2 separate regions of the Mus musculus genome follow, and region 1 is linked to region 2. A link is a contact called in public Hi-C data. All regions are on one chromosome and are shown on one strand. The core of a region is the stretch at or near the end of the contact, and the rest is flanking DNA. Distances in the headings are between cores, read along the strand shown. Region 1 overlaps Pknox2 (Pbx/knotted 1 homeobox 2). Region 2 overlaps Pknox2 (Pbx/knotted 1 homeobox 2).

The links. Hi-C and Micro-C count contacts between places; a contact is called where the count stands out from the background.
Region 1: a Hi-C map of cerebral cortex shows a contact between it and region 2, with 2.0 times the contacts expected there. The contact joins two enhancer-like sites. A contact is called at or near these places in 2 of 484 Hi-C or Micro-C datasets (the N1E-115 cell line and cerebral cortex), 3 of 115 datasets of contacts at active chromatin or transcription factors (craniofacial prominence, embryonic basal ganglia and embryonic stem cells) and 2 of 9 other capture datasets (embryonic stem cells and pancreatic islet).

The regions. Positions count from the first base shown.
Region 1 is chr9:37,117,207-37,123,319 of GRCm38.p6, reverse strand. All of the region lies in intron 1 of Pknox2 (Pbx/knotted 1 homeobox 2), which reads left to right. Among named protein-coding and RNA genes, the nearest start is that of Pknox2, 27 kb to the left of the region's middle. Within about 2 kb of position 2,304, at least 51 of the 459 cell types and tissues checked have an H3K27ac peak or open chromatin away from gene starts, as enhancers often do. A contact at or near this core is called in cerebral cortex, where this site is marked.
Region 2 is chr9:36,890,782-36,896,638 of GRCm38.p6, reverse strand. Pknox2 (Pbx/knotted 1 homeobox 2) reads left to right here. Exons shown (of 13, transcript NM_001029838.2): 11 at 1,252-1,328; 12 at 2,141-2,319; 13 at 3,582-5,660. The coding sequence ends at 3,814. Among named protein-coding and RNA genes, the nearest start is that of Fez1, 61 kb to the right of the region's middle. Within about 2 kb of position 1,493, at least 36 of the 459 cell types and tissues checked have an H3K27ac peak or open chromatin away from gene starts, as enhancers often do. A contact at or near this core is called in cerebral cortex, where this site is marked.

The DNA of each region.
Region 1 (6,113 bases), core at 1,055-3,554, 230 kb before region 2:
AGACTCAGGGAACCTGGGGTGGGGTGGATGAGGGCAGATGGTAGCTGACCAATCTGTCTGTGTCTGGGTTTTTCTATCAGGAGCCTGGAGAAATTCACATGTCTCACTGACATGAAAAGGCTCTCAGTGATGATGGGGTTGGCTGAGGACTCACAGTCCTGGCACAGTGGTGCCAGGGAGGCAGGGCTGTGTGCTCAGTTGTGGGGATAGAGACTGAAATATGTGTCTGATGGTACCTTGGGGAGATAAGGACCAGTTTAGTCAGGAAACAGGCGCTGGGATCGCTTCCCAGGAAAAGCTCGGCTTGTGTCCATCTTGTGTGCTGTTGGAGGTTTGGGAAGGGGCATAAATGATCTTTTACTCTGATGCTCAGGATCCTGACAGGAGTCATGTCTGGGAAAGGTGGGGGCTCACAAAAGTAATGCTTGCGCACATGGTTCCTTCTAAGTAATAACAACAATAAAAGAATACAATCTCCCTTTATGGAGTGCTGAGTGGCAGGTGCTCATGTGTGCTTCCTTCTCAAGCCTTTCCATAGCTTTGGAAGGCAAATGTTGGCCCATTTTCTAGATAGGGACTGAGGCCAAGTAAGGGACTCCCTGCCTTGTTTGCTGAGTCTTTGCCTCCCTATCTCCAAGGGCCATGGGGAGGGTAGGATAACTGGGAAGGACAGAGGAGGCTGAAGCCAGCAGGCTTGGTGGGGTTTGGTCTTGCTTGCTTAGTGGAAAGAAGAGCAGGCACTGGCAGAGACTTCACTGTGAGCTGTCAGTGGGCCAAGGGCTGTGAGGGGCAGATTGCCTCAGGTAACCTGATGACAGTCCCCAGTCATGTGAGCTCCCTGTCTTCTCCATGCAGGTGAAGCACTGGCTGACGTGGTACCTTTAGGGTGTCTTCTCTCTTCTGGGCAACATTGTGGGGTCTGCCATTGGGTTTGAGGGATGGCCTGTCTCTCTAGATAGATTACATTTGGTTTGTTCAGAAGGCATTTATGGCTTTATAAAGCTCTTAAATTGGCTCTTTTCCCCCCTCAAAACATTTCTTCAAGCTTACAAGGCCAGTTTTAGAATAGCAATTACCAGCTCCAATATCCCCCAGCAAACTCATGCTGTGCTGTTGTATATAAACTGCTTGGGACATTTGTAATGCTGCCACACGGCATATCTGCAGGCGGAAAGCCCCTGTCTTGCCGAGGAATGCTTGCAGAGGCCCTTTCTCAGCCCTAATTTATGGGCCACATAAAACTCTTGTGAAGTTGCCCTGCATCTTTCTGAGGCAAAGTTGAGGATTTTTACTGTTTCAAGCTGCTAATTTTTTCCATTTAAAGCCAGCCTTCTGTCCGTGCCAGTGTGCATGTGTGCATACAAGTTGGCCACTTTAATTTATGTGCCTCCTTCTCTCTGTGTAATGCTTATAACTCACAAATGTGTGCATAATATAGCACCAGCTCTTCCTTTTTTACAAGAGACTCAGCTGCTTTGTCCTGTGGCTGCAACAACCTGGACCCCTCCCTGCATCTCCACCACTGAAGCCCAAGGAGGAAGTCTCAGTGCTAGGAGGGACACGCACCCAGGATGTGTGTAAACCAAGCAAGGCCTTATGTTCTTAATCTGTATCCCAGTTTACTGATTGCTGCTTTGACAAACACCTTAGCGAAAGCTTCTTGGGGAGGAAAGAGTTTGTTTCATCTTATAGCTTCCAGGGCTTCATGGAGAGAAGTAAGAGCAGGAACCTGGAGAACAGGAGCTGAAGCAGAACCAGGAAGGCTCACTGTACTGGCTTGCTTTCCCTGGCTTGCCTTTTTATACAACCCAGGACCACCTGCTTAGGGGCACTGTTCCTGCTGGTCTGGGATATATATATATATATATATATATATATATATATATATATATATATATATATATATATATACACATATATATATTATGTGTGTGTATGTGTATATGTATATATGTATGAAAAAAAACCAAAACCTGGCTGATACAGCCTGATAGATGAGGGCATTAATGAGAGGCAATGGTGGTGGGGCAGAACCTCAGATCTCAGAATTAGAATGTAGAGCCTAAATGCAGCACATGTACTACCCCAGGCAAGCCATGGGAACCTCTGAACGCCTCAGTTTCTCCACTCGCAGGATAGGGGTAAGGTTATAAATTTCTCACCAGAGTACTTTGAGTTTCAAGTATGCTAATGACTGTAAAGGCCTTTCATAAGCAATATCCAAGGGCTGGCTGGAAGCTATTCCAAGCTCTCAACTGCTGGCAGGGCCCCCTAGGAAGGAGAACAGCCAAGAGCAATGTGATGTCTCAGGGTTTTCCGAAGTCAAATCTCATGCCTTTGCATGAGCCCTGCTTCCCTAGTCTCTGGTGAGTCCTGAGCCGGGAGCTCTTGTGTAACACAAGCTGGAGTCGAAACTCTGCTTCTCCACCAGGGTCCTGTGTGCTCGGAGATGTTCGATCTTTTTGCATGAGAGTCCATTAATAGCCCTTCTCCACCCTCAGCCAGTTCCCATCCCTGCCCCTTCTTGGGAGCAATAATTCTCTCTTGGTCTTTACAGATGCCTCCCACCTGGAAGTCACTTAGCCTTCCTTCCCTGGGTTTCATGTGAATCTTAGAGCTTGATGGGTTATGGGAGAGTCATAAGCAGTGGGGCTCATTGCTCCCCGTCCTGGCTCTGTCCCCACTTGAGGGTCTTTATTATATTGACAGCTTCTTTAACACAGGGAGCCTTGGTCCTTGTGCGCACAGGCTGTGACTACTCTGGCTGATAGTAGGGGACATTCAGCTCCTCCTGGGGCTTTGGTGAGCCCCCTTGGCATAGAGAGCTCCAGTCCCAGTCTTGCTTCAATGTCTCTGAGGCATCATCTCCCTTTTCTTAACTGTTTGTGTTGGAATGCTCCCACTTGGATATTTTGCCACTAATGTGAAGCTCTAAGAGTTTAAAGCAGACTCATTCAACGCACTTCTAGGGACGGGAAAGATGCCGTCATTTATTGAGCATCTACAGCATGCCAGCCAGCTGCCTCGGTGCAGTGTATGCTCCAGGTAATTAAATTCTCACCACAAACCCAACTAGTCATAATCACTAGCATGGATTCAGCACTGGATATGCCAAACACTGCTCTGCGTTCCTTCCACAAATTCCATCCTCACAGCACTGTGGTAAAGGATAAAACCAAGGCATGGAGAAGTTAAGGCACTTGTCCAATGTCACACAGCTGGTAATGTGGGGAGATGGGATTAACAGCCAGAGAGTTTGGTTTTCAGCCTGGGCATTTAATCACCGCACAGGAAACTGTTTTCATTTTACCGCACCTAAATTTACATTGAGATGTAAAATGACATTCAGAGGGACTGCAGAGCTTGTCCAGTGATGCCCAGTCGGGAGAAGGCAGAGTCAAAATTCGAAGCCGTGCTGATCTGCTCTGAAGTACCTTCTGTCTTCCCACTGTGCTTCTGTTTCCTCAGTCTCTGGATTCAGACACCGTTTTCGTATCTACCTGTAATTCACAGCGGCAAGTGAATGAACGGGATTGTAAAATTATAATTTTTTAAGATGAAGATGATTTGGATGAAGGAGAGCTGAGAGGCAGGAAGAAGGGAAAGGGCTTGGCAGAAAAGGGATGTCCAGTACATCCTTGAGACAGAGAAACCTCTAAAGAATAGAGATTTATTGTTTTACTTGCAGAGGCTGGAAAGGCCAAGGCCAAGGGCCTTCTTGTATCATCTCTTGGCAGAAGGAAAGATGACAGATCCAGAAGAGCAAGAAGGGAGCAGAATTCATCCTTCATCAGCACACAGCATTAATTCACTTACCTCCTGACCTTATTACCTCCTAAGGTTCCCTCCTCTCAACGGTGCATCAGGACTAAGTTCCCAACACAAGAGCTTTGTGAGAGGCTTTGCGCTACTTCCCTGTTGCCGTGATAAAAGCACACCTACAAAAACAACTTAAGGGAGAAAGGGCTTATTCAGCTCACAGTTCCAGGATGCACCCCATCATTACAGGGAGTTGAGGTCATCAGAACTGGGAAACATCAGGTCACATTAAGTTGACAAGAGAAGAGAACAATGCATGCACGTACAATGCTATTCAGCTTATCCTTTCTACAGTCCAGGTCCCCCTTCCCAAGGAACAGTTTTATCCTCCAGTGGGTCCTCCTACCTCAATCAATGTAACCAAGATAATCTTCCACAGGCATGTCCAGGAGAAGCTAGGCTTTGCCAAATTGTCAATTAGCATTAGCCACCACAGACAGACACATTCTATCCACATCAGATGCTGAGACCTGGATTAGGATAATGAGACTGCAAAGGAGAAAAGGCTCCAGAGTTGTTCTAAAGAACCACTAGAACCCAGAGACTGGCCAGGTACTGAAGTCTAGTACCTCTCTAAAGAGGTCGGAGAGCAGACAGTTCAGTAGGTTGACTCACCATTCACAACAATGAAAAGCAAGTTTTTGTAGGTAAGAGCCTCATTTGGAAACACCTAGTAAAAGACTCCTCTTGATAGCAAGTGACACTTGATAGTCTCTCCAAAGTCCAGAATTGATTCTGGATATCAAGGTTCTGAATGTGTTTGGGTCATTTTGACACTCGGATAAAATTCTCTCAAGAGAATTTGACACAAAGCGGCTCTTGGCGGATGGTGCTCCAGCTGTGGCGCATCATCCCGAGAATTCTGAAGATACAATAGGTGAGGTTCAGAATGCTGGGTATAAGGCCCCCTATTCCGGCTGAGAACTCTTGGACAGAGGTTTCCAACTTTTCTAATGCTATGACACTTCAATACAGCTCCTCATGTGGTGGTGACCCCAACCATAAAATTATTTTTGCTGCTGTTTCATACCTGTAATTTTGCCACTATTATGAACTGTAATATAAATATCTTTGTTTTCCCATGGTCTTAGGCAACGCCTGTGAAAGGGTCATTTAACACCACCCCCCCAGGGGTCTCGACCCACATGTTGAGAAGCACTTTTCTGGGTCCTACCACTACTTGGGCAGGACAATAGCTCTATATAAGCTGAAGAGCCCATGTTTTACCAAGACTCAACTTTGTTTCTGAGTGTTAAGGATAGAGATCTACGTCAGGATCCTTGAAAGCAAGTGCTGGTGTATACTGGCTATAGTTTCCTTCAGACTCTTAGCCCAGAGGAGGTCAGTTACCCTGAGCCTGAGTATCCCTACATGCACCCCACAACCAGCCTTGATGTTTGTCCTCTGTTCTCTCATATACTCATTCTACTGAACACGATGCATTGGAGGTTGGTCTAAGCACTGAGTTGGGTCCTGTTGCCTGAGGACTGTACTCTGGGAGGTGATTGAGGCAAGAGGTCCTCTTCCGTGGAACTTATTTTCTCTCCCTGTATCCCAGCCCCTGGGTGGTGGAAAGGACCCCCCAAGCATCTTTCCTTAGAGGCCAGTCTGCATTTCTACCAGGCTTTCCTCCTGGGTGAGAGCAGGAGAGGAGCTGTCAGGAGCTGACATTCAGGCTGCTCCAGGGAAGAGGATCTGAAAGTCAGTCAAGTCTTGCCTGGGTCAAACCTCCTACATTTTTTTCCTGTGACCTTGGACAATCTGCCTCACCTCTGGACCTGAGTTTTCTCATCAGCACAACAAAGAAAGGCACTGTGTCTGAGCACATCCCAATCCCCATCCATGTGTGTTCCTTCCCTACAATTCTAGCTCTTGGAACAGAGATGTAGCTGGCCTGTAAGGACTACACACTAGGACTGGAGTAGCCCTGACCTTTAGCGCACAGAACTAACCAGTACCCCGGAGCTCTTGACTCTAGCTGCATATATATCAAAAGATGGCCTAGTCGGCCATCACTGGAAAGAGAGGCCCATTGGACTTGCAAACTTTATATGCCCCAGTACAGGGGAACGCCAGGGCCAAAAAGGGGGAGTGGGTGGGCAGGGGAGTGGGGGTGGGTGGGTATGGGGAACTTTTGGTATAGCATTGGAAATGTTAATGAGCTAAATACCTAATAAAAAATGGAAAAAAAAAAAAAAAAAAAAGAAAGACACCTTTCCTACTTATCCGGGAGTTCCCCTTCCACAACCACGACTTTGAGAAAAGGCTGCTGTATTAGCTCTTAGTATCTCAGC
Region 2 (5,857 bases), core at 244-2,743:
ATGCCTACTGCCTGTGAGGCACTTGTGCCAGAGCCTCAGAAAGCCCCAGAATTACATTAACTCAGTGTTGTCTGGCTCCACACTCAGTGGCCTCCAGACCCTCCTCCTTAGGTTCTCCCTTTCTTTTGTTTCTGATTCCAGGTAGGTTTTTTGTTTGTTTTATTTTTGTGATTTTTTTTTTTTGTGGTGGGGCGGGGGGAGGATATTGTTTTGAGAGTCTCTTGTAGGCCAGGCTGATCACTCTGCTTTCACCTCTGAAGTGTTGTGATTATAAGCATGAGCCACCACACCCAATCAGACTTTTCCTTTCTTTAATGTCACTCAGTTCAGCCATCTTCCTGTGGCTCTGGCCACTTCATATTCCCTTTCCATACATTTCTACGGTGCTCAGCGCCGAAACTTCAGCATCTCCAATTTTGCCTTTGTTTTCCTCTATCAGTGGTCATTTATGTGTAAAGATGGTGCAGACACATTCTTAAATGTGCACTGTGTCCTCATGAAGTGCGGTTCAAGAGAGGGAATAAATGTGTAATCAAGGCCAGACCAGAGTATGCAAGACCGTAGGAGATATCTGTACCACTCAGCCCTCCGCAAGGGAACGCAGAGCCATAGTCTGAAGAACCGAGGTGGTAGGACCATCTGAGTGACTGTCCTATAACTCACTCTATAGACCAGTGCTGGAGTTAAAAGTGTGTGTCACTACTGCCTGGCCCACCTCACAATGTTAATATGTTTGATTAAATGAAGTTAAATGTATGGAAGCGTTGCAAAGGATTAAAAGGTCCTATGGCAGTAGTGTACCACTGTATATATCTGGTCTCTCCAAATTCTTAGGAAAAATCTGGATACATAGTAGATATAAATAACAAGTAATTTAGATTGTATTAATTCATGCCCCTTCCCCATGTACTGCCTTTTGGGGGCTTTCAAGACCATTGTTGATCCTAGCTCTGAGAATGCCTGCCTTTCTGGGGAATCAAGTGAGAGTCAGGGGAAAGTGCCTTGCGATCAATACTGAACTGACTGTAAAAACCGCCCTGGTCCCCATTGTGTGGCACTGTGCTGGGGGAGTCGAAGGCACGTGGGAGCTTCTTGTGTACACTCCAGATGCATTGTCCTCAAGAGCAAACATTGCCCTTTTCCGGTTCCGGCTCCCCATTCCTGAGCTGTGTCCATGTGCTGGGTATGAACACCAGGACAATCTAGCCTCCATATGCCCACAATTCCTCATTAGCCATTCTCTCCTTTCAGCACCCCTATCCCACTGAAGATGAGAAGAGGCAGATTGCCGCGCAGACAAACCTCACCCTTCTGCAAGTAAACAACTGGTGAGTTGGCATCACCTGCCCACAGGCTCTCAGATCCAGGAGCACATGCTTGGCTAGGGAACTCTGAGCAGGGAGAGGAGAGAGAGTGCCCAGACCTGCCTCAGCCTCAGCTCCACTGCCAGGCCAGATACAAGGAGCTGGAGTCAGCCTGGCCTGGCCTTCAACTGCAGCTTCACAGCACCCTCTGCTGGGAAATTGGGTCAAGTACATCCATGGAAACCTAATGAGTTTAGGGGGAAAAACAAAACAAAACAATACCACTGCTAGAGAATCTGGGTTCACCAGCCTAGCAGAGACAGACCAGAGGGTCTTACATCAGATACCAAAGGCACATCCAATCCAGCAGTGGTTATCTGGTCTACCCAACTCCATGTATGCTGAAACCAAAACATTTTACAAAGTAAGCTAGGAATGAGGAGGGAGAGATGCCTTCCTGAACTGGCAGGGATGTAGGGTGTCCTTGTCTGCTTCTGGTCAGGATGGACGGAAGGTACTAGACCCTAAAGCTAGGCCCCTGTTATAAGTCCAAAAGTTGGTGACTGTGTCCACAGCCCTTCCCTTCTCTGTTCAGTTCTGGTGGATCTTGAGTAAGGATTTCTGACAGCTCCTCATGCATTCTTCCCAGAGTCTTTGATCACCAAACCTTGGGTAATTCACAAACTCCTCGGGCATAGGATTTCTTACCTGTAGACTAGTACCCCTGCCTACAGACATTTGCGGGGAGCAGCTTAAATGTCACATTTGCTCACCCCAACACTATCCATGCGGCCCAGATGGTGTCTAACCAGGTCTTCCCCATCACCCCTGGGCAGGTTCATCAATGCCAGGAGGCGCATCCTGCAGCCCATGCTTGATGCCAGCAACCCAGATCCTGCTCCCAAAGCCAAGAAAATCAAGTCTCAGCACCGGCCCACCCAAAGATTCTGGCCCAATTCCATTGCTGCTGGGGTTCTGCAACAGCAGGGTGGCACCCCAGGGACGAACCCTGATGGTAAGACCAGGCCTAAGGATGCCCTCGGTTGGGGTTGGTGGGGCTCCCGAAAAGCAAAGATTCAAGGGTGAATGTCTCCTTCCCCAGGGTCCTGTCATTACTTTCCACAGTGCTTGTACCAGGTTGTTTTGTTGTGTTTTGTTCTGTTTTGTTTTTAGAGAGAGAGAGCTTACTAAGAAGGGATGTTCTGTGCACATTTTTGGTTTGTTTTTGTTATTGCTATTATCTGTGATTTGTTTTGTTTGAGGCAGGATCTCATGTGGTCTGGCCTCATATGGCCAAGGCTATTCTTGTATTCTGATCCTTATGCTTCTGCTCTCTTAGTGCTAGGTTTCCAAGTATGAGCCACAACGCTCATCTCTCATGTAAGTTTTAACAAACTTAAAGCAAGCTCACAATGGAATGGGAGAGGGTGGTCCTTGGAGTCAGTGGTTGCTCAGCAAGAGCCCTTTTCTCCTTGCTCCTCATACTCCCAAGTTTCTGAGCACAGACACTATCTACTTAGCTCTCCAAGGGCAAGGCCATCTATAAATACCAAGGCAGGCAGCTGGCTTGTGAACAGAGGCCAAGGGAAGCTTTGTTCTTCCAGATTCTCTATCACACCCTCCATACTTGCTCTCCAACGTGCTGGTTTCATGGTAAACAATGGATAATTTAATCAGCGAGACATTTCTGAGGTTGGCCCCTGAAGATCGCTGTGTGGGCACTAGGGTGGAGACACCCGTGCACATGCATATCTGCATGCCTATGGCTGTACACAGGTTCCTCTGTGACGTGTTGCCATCTGTTGAGGTAGATTAGGAATAAATAGAGGTGGTGCTGGACAAGTCTGCAGAAAATCCCAGTGCTAGCAGTGGTGACACAGTATCTGGAACCCAAGACTTAGCAGAAGATGAAGATGAAGACAAGACTCAGTTTCCTCCACTTCAGAATTCCTTTCAGAGTTCCTGCTTTACAAAGTAGTTGGAAATTTTAACTAATTAATTAATTAAAAAGTGCTTTCTATACTTATATAGAGAATGCTGAATATGTAGTAGCCTGGAGTGTTGCTGCCTGGAATGGTGCAGAAGTTAAGCAATGGAGGGATAGAAAGCTTCATGCCGGTGGATTGTCTCACTCAGGGTTTGGTGCTCTTACACCTTTTTTGGTGACAAGGGCCCCACCATCCCACAAGCCAGCCCATCCACCCTGTCCATCACTAAGGTTGCTGGGCCCAAGCCACAGTCCTTGCCTCATCCTAACCTTTGTCCTCTCCCATGCAGGTTCCATCAACTTGGACAACCTGCAGTCCCTGTCCTCAGACAATGCCACCATGGCCATGCAGCAGGCAATGATGGCTGCACATGATGATTCATTGGATGGCACGGAAGAAGAGGATGAAGATGATATGGAGGAGGAGGAAGAGGAGGAGGAGGAGCTAGAGGAGGAGGCTGATGAGCTACAGACAACGAATGTCAGCGACCTGGGCTTGGAACACAGTGACTCCCTGGAGTAGTCAGGCAGCCCAGATTGCGCTGGTCACCGAGCAGGAAAGGAGTGTCATCAGGAGGGTTCAGGGTGGGGGGAGGAGATATGGGCAGGCAGCACTAAGAAAGTTGGGCCCTAGCTTCCCCGAATCATAGCTTGAAGAAATGCAGAGGAGACACCCTGCTCCTTTCCAACCACCAAGCTTCAGTGAAAACCTAGTCCCAGACCCTCAGACTACAGAGCACTCCATTGCTGGGGCCAGCCAAACAGCCTGAGAAGAAAGACAGCGTGAGATCTGGACTCACCGAATACCAGAGATGACACCCATGGCTCCGCATGGAAAAAGACTTGATTTGTTTACAAGCCACTGCCCTGTGAGGTGGACAGGCGCTGCTTGCAGAGCGAACCTTTGCTAAGGGGCAGACTTGGGAGGGAAGGATGAGAAAGAAGGGGTCTAACATTTTCCCCCAGGAGAATCTGAGCTCCCTTGAAAGACACTCACGGACAGAAAGGAGCCCAAATGCATAACCAGTGGCCAGAGGAGTGGGAGGGCCTGAGACAACACCACACCCTTCATATCAGAGTGGAACGTGGACTGCACAGGGCTCCAACTTACCCTACCAGGACCCTGTCTCTTGGCACAGCAGCCATGGACTATAAGGAGAGGGGGAAGGAAACCAAAGAGACTCCTTCTTCCTCTCTTGGAAATACATTGTAGGTGGGTCCAACCTGAAGAGGTTAAGAGCAACTCTACATCTGGGTCAGCTCGAGGACCAAGCAGGTAGCAGAACCTGGATCAGGAGCCATATTAAGATGACTTTGGGGATCCCAGCAGTCCCTACGTGATCACATAGCTCCTGTCACAATAGGACCATAGTGTCTTATTAGATGTTCCTACCCTCAGATGGAGTTCTTCAGAGACCCCAGCCCCCTCCATAAACCTTTAGGGGTTCTTTCCACTCCACAGGTCTTCGTGGTATCCCTCTGCTCCCAAGCTGGCACTACCAGCTTCTGGCCTCCTCCTTCATTCTATTCTCCAGAGAAGGCAGAAGAAACATTGGAAAGAAGCATTGTCCCAATGGGAAGCCAGGGTCTGAAGAAGGTGCTACTGCTCTTACCTTCAGGACTCAACATGGCAGGGGATATAGCGCCCAGCTGATCCACACACACCATGCTTGGCATCTGCTCCTCCTGTCCCCTCCCACCCTGTGGCTGTGAAAGACAGGACTGACCACACGTGTGTTTTCCGTTGGGTTTAATGTGATGGGTGTGCAGTTCCTTCATTTGTAAGTGTGCATTGGCCATCTCCTTCAGTGCTAGGATGTGAATGGCTATCTGGCTCAACCAGAGGGCACTCTTGCGACCTTCTGAGCCTTCTCCTCCTCTACCTGGTTGGGTGGAGCAAAAGGATAGTCACTTTTCTGAGGTCTCCCGGAAATGAATGTATTTCTCCCCCAAAAGAGCTGATATTTAATGTTTTACTAGGGATTTTTGAGAAACAAATAACCTTATTTATAATCTGGGCGATCCAATCATTTTTTTACTCCCTTTTGATGCCATACCTAGAGGAAAGGCAAGCTTTTTGGCGTGAGACTTTTGCAACCCACAATGGGATAAAACATTTCCTCTTCTGGTTCATTTTTCTTGTTAAAGTACATACATCCACACATAAATTCCTCCACTCAGCACCGTGACAAGCTCCCTTCTTCAGCACGGACATGTGTGCATACGTGCACATGGATACACATGTCTACATCTCCCTCCTAGCCCCTTCCACCTGCCTAATGTTACGCAACCTCCTTCTGATGTATCCACCAAACCAGTACTGAATGTGGCCACGAGTTTTCAGTAAACCTTATCACCTACCGAAATACTGATGCACAGTTCTCTCTTCTTGTGACTGCCTTAGAGGTCCCTTAGGGCTTCAGTGGGACCCTGGGCCAGACAGAAACTGGAGGCCCAGCATACATCCCAATGAAAGGACCACCCTCAGAAAGCGACGAAGTAGAGGGCTTTTGGAGTGACTTGTTAGCCTGTCTGGAGGGACGAATGGTGCACTTTGACACGTCTG